Linked DNA regions of Drosophila melanogaster: region 1 is linked to region 2. A link is a contact called in public Hi-C data. All regions are on one chromosome and are shown on one strand. The core of a region is the stretch at or near the end of the contact, and the rest is flanking DNA. Distances in the headings are between cores, read along the strand shown.

What was found. A called contact is a pair of places that touch in the nucleus more often than the background predicts.
Region 1: a contact with region 2 is called in a Hi-C map of the Kc167 cell line, with 2.2 times the contacts expected there. The contact joins the promoter of RhoL here to the promoter of pum in region 2. A contact is called at or near these places in 5 of 107 Hi-C or Micro-C datasets (the Kc167 cell line, the ML-DmBG3-c2 cell line, brain and 2 more).

The regions. Positions count from the first base shown.
Region 1 is chr3R:9,500,575-9,505,333 of dm6, forward strand. RhoL (Rho-like) reads right to left here and starts at 2,007. Exons shown (of 4, transcript NM_079568.3): 1 at 1,801-2,007. It overlaps CG8149, which reads left to right and starts at 4,082. Exons shown (of 2, transcript NM_141641.4): 1 at 4,082-4,180; 2 at 4,235-4,759. The coding sequence starts at 4,151.
Region 2 is chr3R:9,233,389-9,238,399 of dm6, forward strand. It overlaps pum (pumilio), which reads right to left and starts at 3,637. Exons shown (of 13, transcript NM_001275474.1): 1 at 3,422-3,637; 2 at 141-1,276. The coding sequence starts at 473. D1 (D1 chromosomal protein) reads right to left here. Exons shown (of 3, transcript NM_169262.2): 3 at 4,695-5,011.

The DNA.
Region 1 (4,759 bases), core at 757-3,256, 270 kb after region 2:
ACTCTTTATCAAGCTCGCTGGCCGATGATGATGAAAATGAAACTGTATCGAGCGAGAGCGCGCGGCTCGTAATTAATACACATAATAAATTATTTAAACATAATTGCTGTGCATTTAATGCACTCCCTTGAAACATGAAGTGCACATGCCCGGCAGTCCGTGAACAACTTATTCCAGTTCATTGTTATCTACAGGCTTGGCCTCTTGTAAACTTTTCATATCAAGTTACGAACTCGTCGTTCTCGGAATCTTGTCCCAAGAACAAGACTTGTCACATTTCACACTCTCTCTTTCTTTGCATTGATTCGGTGGCGATGATTTCCCAAGATGAGGAAAGGTCTCAAAGCGACACATCTGCACTATGGCTACTCGTATTCATGTGCAATTCACTTGGGTCACTCCAGTTCAAACCTCGTCTTGGAGGCGTCTCTTATCAGCCTCCTTAATAAATGGGTGCATGCATCAGTTGGATTCCCGTTCCCATATAGCAGACGGTCCACAAATAACTCAGTTACACAAAGGCGGAGTTAGTCAATAAGTGAATTATACGTATAGATGGATCATCCGACTACGCAATTAATTAAATAATTCCGCAATAACGAATGTGAAGCGACGTCAGTAGAATGTAGGTAATTCTTTTATATAACTAAGATTACTCGGCTTGAGTTTCTTAAGAATTTCGTTTTATTAGAACTTGCAGTGGAGCAGCAGTATAACTAATCGTACGCCCAAAACCAGATCGAATTGGTACTCCAAATCGTCTATATAGGTAGGTACATTTCTATATAGACACCTATTTCTATTCTACACCAAAGCGAAAAAAAAACACTTTTATTCAACTCTGCTTCTTGTTGCGAAAAATATACGAACTGTATATGTGCATGTATTTTTATGGTTTCTCGCATGGGTTTTTGTATTTAATAAACTGATTAGATAAGATAGATGTCGGTGAATGCGGTGTACATAGGGAATTGGACTTGAAAGAGCAACGGCGATAAGTGGATGTGGAACCATGGCGAAAACCCATGGTTACCTGGTCAGAGGAGCCATCGAATCCCCAGAATCAGATTGGATCCGGGCAGATTGCAAGGGCACGCGCTGCCAATTAGGTAAATTAATTGAGGTTAATGCGGAGTGTTTATTGTGCCATAGGTCGCAATGAATTGATTAGCGACATTATGGATTGTATTGGATTGGGGCGACAGGCGATTCACGTACTCGGTTTCCTGCGACGTCCTCTAAATGGCTGTGTAACCATATAATTGTTTGATAACTAAAAATGGTATCGAGCCCATTATGGTGGAGAATCAAGTCGCCTGCCAAGATCCCCGAAGAATAAGAGAGCCCCACAACAGCGATTGGAATTGGAATTGGGACTGGAAGAGGAAGCGAGAGCAAGAGAGTTGGGATCGTAAACCGAAACAACTTGGCATTCCAGAGCTGTGGACGGATGGGCGGTCGGATCGGGGGAGGTTTGGTGGGGGGGGGGGGGGGGTGCGGTGACGTGAGCGCAATACAAAGTGACTCAGGTGATGGTGAAAAAGGAGGAACGATCACGAAGATAACTCTCCCAGTGAGTGAGATCTATGCTAATAGTGTTTACAGCCAAAGATAAATGTTGTTATTTTAACAGCTCGTGCAATCGCAGACCCACTGAGCGCCCACACCATCGCAAGGTCGTCGCAATTGGGTGTTATTGAATTCATTCTGCGCTGGATTCGACATTTGGCCAGCTAGCTGCTGGCGAGGATGAACTTAGTGGGATACGAGTGTTGCGTAGACGCTTTGAACTGGACGTACTTTTAGATACGGGACTTGTGTGCCCGTACTTTTATCCGTATGCGTACTATTTGCAATAATCAATCGAACAACACGTCTGGCTGGCGATGACGTGCGACTTGATCGCAGTGTGGATGTGGATTACTCGAACTGGCGGCGGCGAGAGTATAAAACCGGATAAACGAATAGCAACAACCGATCGCACGCGATGTCGTCGAACAACTGAACCTTTGGCGATTCCGATTCGTTTAGCTCGCAGAGTTCGAGTAGCTCGCAGATACGCGAAGAGCGAACGAAGAGAGCGCGGTGGAGCAGCTCTCTCTCTTAGCACTTGGCACACAATGTTTCCTTATCAAAGGTTTCGGTTTGGATAAGAAGAATTTGGCGAACTACAGCTCCAGGTTTCTAATCCCTATAAATATTTTTGCATTTCTTTTTGAGTAAATGATGTGATGTCTGCAATTCCAACTTAATGTTTCGTATTCAAGTTGATAACATTTTGGTTTGAATGCTTATTTTTAGAATACAGAAGCTCAATGCTCATATAAGTACATAAATAAGCCCATGATTAAAAACCACCATAAATAAGTTCATAATGATAAATTAGTTACTTCTATTTACGCATTTTCTACTACGAATAAAACGTTTGAATCAAACTTCGAAGTGCGTCAAATTATTAAGACTGAACTACTCACGCAATTACTTAACTGAGAACGCAAAATACTACTTTAAAGCTACTTGTGAGCTACAAATCCTGTTGCGTAATATCCCGCCCTGCAACCCGAGTATCTGGCATAAGCCATTAATCAACGACATTCCGCAAGTGCGTGCCTCCAAACTGGGCTTTATATCTGTCCGATGTAGGGGTAATTAAGCCAAAGAACCGCCTTGCGGGTTAGACCGAATAAAATGCGTTTACTGCGAGTATGTGGCACTGGCGTACATGAGTTCAATTAGCCGACACGTTGATGGGGCACTACATTAATTAGAATTACCACTGCACTGGGCAAGTCACTGCCGTACAAAGAATAAAGGTCAAGTGACAAAGGCTTCGACCCAGACCCAAAAAGTCGGGCGGTCACAGCAAAGAGAAGAGCCGGAAAATTATTAATACACAAATATGAATGTGCAGCATTTCCAATTAGGGATAGCTACTTAAGCGAACACATGAGCAACATGTGTGCCACTACTGCAAACACCAAAGATACTTCTGGAAGACTCTTGACAATGGGAATTGTACCAAAAGATATGAGCAGGTGCGGCGGAGCACTAAGGAGCACTCACAGGAGTAACTCAATGTGGCTGGGATGCAAATTGTTCCCAAGGTCGCAGGGTGAAATACTGTAAGGAATCAAATTCGCAGGCTAGAAAGGGCGACTATGCATAGCCAAGGGGCGAGACCAGATAATGTTGCAGAGTGTCTCCATTTCCCGTTTCCGGTCTGTCCGGACCGAAGGGAGCGGAGTGCAGTGTTGCTATTTCTGAACAGCACTCATATTTTATATCTTATCTCGTGCAAGCGGCCTGGAACAGCGAATCATGGGGGGGAGGACTGAAGTGACAAAAACAAATATAACTAGATCCAATAACAATCGTGGAAGGCTAGGAGTGATCCCCAATCAAATGCGCATGTGGCAGTGTTCAGAAACTGCGGGGCATTGCACCTTAGTTGGAAACCTAAAATAAATAAAAGAAACCTACATCTGACAAACTGTTGCCAAGGATTAAACGAGAATTTGGCAAAAAGCTTTAGGAAGCTATAATTTTCAACAGATGTTAGATTGTTACAAACACAATAAATGAACACCAGAAATTAGAAAACAAAGAAAAAAGCCCGTAAAAGATCTCTAATTTATATTGCTGATTCCATGACTTAAGAAATGGAAATTTAAGCATGCCCAAAATATGTAGATTAATTAAGATATTCTTCATTCTTCATTGGACGCAAGAGGAAAAAACAGCCGTCACACTGGAAGATAAGGACAGGCTTCCGAAAAATTTAAAGAAATTAACTCCGATATCAATCTTTCTTTTGATTGATTGTTTATATGTATAACAAGTCGGACCGTATTTTACCGCTTCTTTGGTTCACGTCATAGCTAAAAGATTATTATTTCATTTTTCTTTTTCGGATCTTTCAAGATAACCATTTAAAAGACCATTTTTTAATAAATAAATAAAACTTGCTCACAACGAAATTTTAAACAAATGAGCTAGGCATAAATATGATTCGAATACAATCGTATCACGACACTCATTCTTTACTTTTAAGAAATCGATAACATGTGTGTGCTCAGCAACTATCTCATCACTAACTAACTGTACGGGGTGTTGACAACATTTAAGTAAATTTCGTTCGACAATTGAGAAAATGCCTGAAAGCGACGTGACTAAAATGAAGGTAAGTTAAAAGATTAATATTAGGAGATGATCCCAATTATGTGTTCCTTTCCAGGTGGCGGATTTGAAGCGCGAGCTGAAGCTTCGAGGGCTCGCCGTGAATGGAAATAAAACCGAACTGCAGGACCGATTGCAGACCGCGTTATTAGAGGGGGACCTTTCTCTGGAGGATTCGGCCATAGCAGATGCCATTGACGACGACGATGTGTCTTTCACCGACGAGGATGAGCACAAGCTGCTGGGCGATGAGAACGACGATGAGCTACTGAAAAGTCCGGTTAGCACACCCACAACTGTGGCCATTCCGGACCTTCTAGCGGAAGAGAAGACGTCTTCGGCCCCAGATGCAGCTGCGCCGACCAAGAAAATAGTTCTGAAGCGAAATAATTCCCAGCAGTCGACGGGCACGGTAGCCAGCACGGGGACAACTCCATCGAAGGAGAACGAGGCGCCCGCTGCAGCTGCTAGTGACTCCACCGGCGAAACTCCTACCAAGAAGCATAAGCCGATTGTGGTCGGACCAAAGACGGAAGGAGAGAAGCCATCAGGCGACAAGAAACTTAACCAGCTGACTGCACAA
Region 2 (5,011 bases), core at 2,387-4,886:
TAATTCTAAAATATTTAACTTTTAGGTAGTAAAGATAATATTCCTTTATTGCGATAAAAAAAAAAGTTATTGGAAGAGCCCCTCAACATGTTACTACAATGGCTCTAAAACTGTTTTATTTTGGAGTCTGGAATACTTACATCGATCCCATGGCCGTCGTCGCCGCACGCCCATCGGGTCTGCTGTTGCTTCTGGGCAAAGTGGGCGGCGTACTCGGCGGCGGCGGCCTCGTGCAAGGTCGAGCCTACGGCTCCGACCCCTGGCACACCGCCACCCACTCCGCCCACGCCGACGCCAACCCCACCAGGCGATGGACGCTGCTGGAAGACATAGCCGACGGCGGCGGCTGCGGCGGCACCAGCTGCATCGGCGGCATCCTGAGAGACGCCACCTCGAGATCCTACAATGGCATCCGTGCCAACGCCGACGCCTCCGCGGCCATTGCGATCATCGTTACCACCCAAAAACTTCATGTGTTGCTGGTGTTGCTGCTGCTGCTGTTGTTGCTGCTGCTGTTGGTGTTGCTGGTGTAGCTGTTGAAAGTAGGGCGGTGGTGGACCGTAATGTTGCTGCTGCTGCTGTTGATGTTGCTGATAGAGTTGCTGCTGCTGCTGCTGCTGCTGCTGTTGGTGTTGCTGCTGCGGCGAGGGCGTCGATATGGCAATTGTGGGCGCGGTTAGGAGCTCAATTTTGGAGGCTTTTCCTAGCTATCGCAGCTGACAATTTTGCGCGTATTGCCAACTTGAATTGTATTTTAACTTGCAGCACAAAGAACCACACGCGCGTTTTGCAACACTATTCGCTCGGAAATATTCACAAATGTTACATATAATTTTTTTTTAATTTTCGCTTCAGATTTACACTTGTTTTTTGCTTTTATTTATTTTGTTGTAAAAGAAACCACACTTTTTGCTTAATATATTTAATATTTATTTTACAGGCTTTGCTGAGATTTTTCACACACTTTTTGATCAAAAAAATTGAATTTGCTTCGTTTGGTTTGGTTGTCGTGGTTGGTTTGTTTTTTTTTTTTTTTTTACATAAATTTACACAAAATTATGAATAATATTTTACACAGTTGCACAGCTGTTGTTTTTGGGACTTAACAAAACTGAACTTTATTTATTTAATTACGTATGAGAATTGGTTAAAACTTGAATTTTTACAGATTTCTTGTTGAGAATTGTGGAATTTCCGTTTATTAATGTAGTTTATTAATTATAATTAGGATGAATTTTAATTTACACGACGTTTTAATGATGAAAATATACACAAACTGCAATGAGAAATTAAAGTGTAAACTGTGATTAGTAAACGCAGTAGTTTTTGGAAATAAATTGTTGAGAAATTATCGATTTCGAATCAAATAACTTTTTATATGATGCTAGTTTTTATTCCCAATTCAATACGACACTCGAACCACTGTACTTTTGTGCGATTAAAAACTTTGAGCTGGTCATGGTAAAGAAAAGATTCCGATAACACAGACAGCAGACAGGGCACATAATAATAATCAACAAAATAAAACGCACAAGGCACGCGTAAAAGCAAAACAATTTCTTCTAAAACTGAAAGACGACTAAGGCAAATATTAGCCATGATTTCCCCATTACGAAAACAATAACAAAGTAGATGCCGATAAGTGGTGAATTGCGGGGGGGGGGGGGGAGTGTGTGCGTTGCGTTTACGTTTGAGGAACAGGAGCCCCAAGAACAAGTCGCAGAAGCAGACTATCCATAGAAGAACAACGCAGCGCTGAATCATGCTCGAAAAATACGGAAAATATAATTTGGTTTCTTTGAAGACCGATTGGATTAATACTCTTAATAAATTACGATGCAGGCTAGTTTTATCAGTGACTATCAATACATAACTTTTCAGACTTTATCTATTCGTAAGTGCTTAGCAACCGTAACAAAAAGTTGGCACACGATAACAATGGCGTTTATGTTGCAGTTCCAAAAAGGTTTTAACGAAATTTTATAAATCACCATTAGGACCATTGCATTTCAACATTATGAAAATGATCTTTAGATCTGATTATTCAAATCCTGTTTTACTCTTTTAACATGAAATTCTATAATAGTTTGGGATTATAATAATATCCATTGTACAAAATATGGAATCCAATGAAAACAGAAACAAAATCCCTTTTTAAAATCTGGTTACATTGTAGATCGGCTTGTTTAACATCTAAGAATTTATACATATCTGGAAAACTTGTGAACAGAATTATTGTTATAGCGCCTCCCGCGGAAAGCACACGGAAAGACGTATAGCGGCTTGTTTAACATCTAAGAATTTATACATATCTGGAAAACTTGTGAACAGAATTATTGTTATAGCGCCTCCCGCGGAAAGCACACGGAAAGACGTATAGCGGGGGGTGGTGGGGCGGTCGAAAATGGAAAACATATAAAATTAACATACACACAGAGGAGCAAGAACAACAACAAGAACGATGCCGGCAGACGATGAGCGAATGCGACAGAACGAATGGCGAAGAAAACGAAACGAAGACGAAGGCGAAAGGCGGCCGCAAACATTTGAGGTTACGTTTTCAGCGAAAAGAATGCGAGTGGGTCGGTCTTTTATTTTATTATTTTTTTTTTTGTTTTTGGGTTGTTTACGAGAATTATATCTCCATTTCTCCCTTTCGGTCCTTTCGTGCCTCCCAAGAAGCCCCCCAAAAAAGGAGAGACAAGTGCAGCATGCGAAAAGGAAGAGAGAGAACGCGAATGCTGTGCCCCTGGAAGCTCGCACACACCCACACTTCTAGGGGAGGGGGGTATATATAAAAACAAACATAAAGATAAACCATAAAAGAGATGGCGGACAAAACAAAGGAGGTGCGGCCAATAAGTAATTAGGAATTAAAACCATTTGAATTGTTTAATATTTTAGTTGGTAGTTAGGCGTTCTTATTGGGAAAAGCACATATATACAATTGCAAGGCGTCCCGAGAGAGAGAAAGAGCGAGAGAGCACACACACACACGTAAGAGGGAGCTGAATGGTTTGGCGGGGGGACGCGGGGAGAAGGAAGAAGCAGAGCAGCCAAATGGCCACCGCTCAAAAGGAAGAACACGATGGTATAAGGAAATAATGAAACACACACATTCGCACACATACGCACAATCGGAAAAATTTGTTCACCAACCAAACAAAAAGAAAGGAATCATATAAATTATTCAGGCACACACTTAATTGATTTTTACCTTTTTCGGGCAAAATACGAATTAATTTCGCAAACTATTTATACATGTTTGCATATGTACAAAAAGCGGTCTGGAAATGCACACATACACTCATGCCGCCGAAATGGAAAAGGAAACCCGATGATGACAATGTAAAACGAAACAGGAGTACTTTACGGTTTTTAGCTGTTTTTTTTTGTTCATTTCCTTTTTTGAAACACTTACACATGCACTTAAAAAAGCCTTCTCGTTTGCATTTCCATTGATTTGATGGTGTGTGTGCTTTCGTTAAATACGAAATTTAGATTATTTAAATTACAATTATTTACACAGGATGATGAAGAAGAAATCGGCCAGGAATTTCTTCAACGTCGCCGCCGTCCGTCGCAGAACGATAATAAAAGCGAAATGCAAAGACACACTGGCCAAATACAACTACAACAAAGAGCTAGAGAGAGAGGAGAGAACAAGAACCCCCCAAAATGAGAGCAGTGTTGGCAAACGTGCGAAATCAACAGAGAGAACGAGTGAGCATGCCCACAGAGTGCGAGAGAGAGCAAGAGCGGGGGTGCGAGCGCAAAAGACCGACAATTTATTTTACTTTTATTAACATGCGCGCAAAATATTTATATAAATTGATTACACATTTTCTTGTTCTTTTATCATCACCCCCTTTTTTATATTCACCCTGGCAAATGAATTACGCTGCCCCAGCCAAATTGTTTATATATTATTTATCAATCGATTTTAGGGGCATGCCAAATTTGATCAGACGCCAGTCGCACACAAACACACACTTGAGCACACACATTCACAGACCAACACTCGCGCATACATACACACGCACCAGGGTGTTTGTTTTGTTTTTGTTTGCGGCTTTTTTTTTTATCAATTTGTGATCTTTTTTCGCAGCCGCAAATTTGATTGTGATTTACCGCCGATTGGAAATGTAAACAATGCTGTCGAACTATCAGCATAAGGCTGGCAGTTTTAAAATACTTTTCATATTTTATAGCTGTTGGGTACTCACACCTTAGCTTATTTGAAAAATTTACATATTACAAGCACGCCGTTCTAGGTCTGCTTCTTCTTACGCGCGAACATTTAGTGTGACCGCAGCTCGACCGTTCAAATATACCATTGCGAAGCGCACTGAGAAACACTCTCCAATAGTTCTAAGATACCAAAAATTTAGCATACTACTATATGTAAGTTATAATTTCATTTACTATCCCATTAGAGAAATTAATTGATTTTTATGTTCTATAATGCATTTAACTAGTTGCCCTAGTTTTAATGTTGTTAAAATAGCATTACAACAATTACCGTTTATAACTTCACTTTCTTCAGAGTGACCATATAATGTAAAGTACAGTGAACACTGTATATAAAGAATCAATACAACCATGGATTTACATATTTTTCCATCTGGTTTATATCAATAGATAATATATGTTAAATGATATATATAAAAACTAAATTACACAAAATTTTTTTAGGTATAGTAGGTTTATTTAAACTTGTATACGATTGAAATTTCTGCAATCAAATCAAATTTGTTGTTACAATAAAGTTCAGTTCTACTTCGGAACTTGAAATCTTCCCCAAATATGTTATTTATGTGTTATTTATTTGGTAATTTCAATCCAAGTTGAAATCGTTTTCCGAGCTATGTGTCGTCATTACAGTGCAGTGCAGTTGTAAACGGTTTGTCCGATTTCTCAGCAATAAATCGGAATATATATGTAGACAAAGTGTGTTGTTTTAGGAGGGGAAGGTTCTCTAAAGTCCAAGTAGGTCCTATCCATTTTTGTG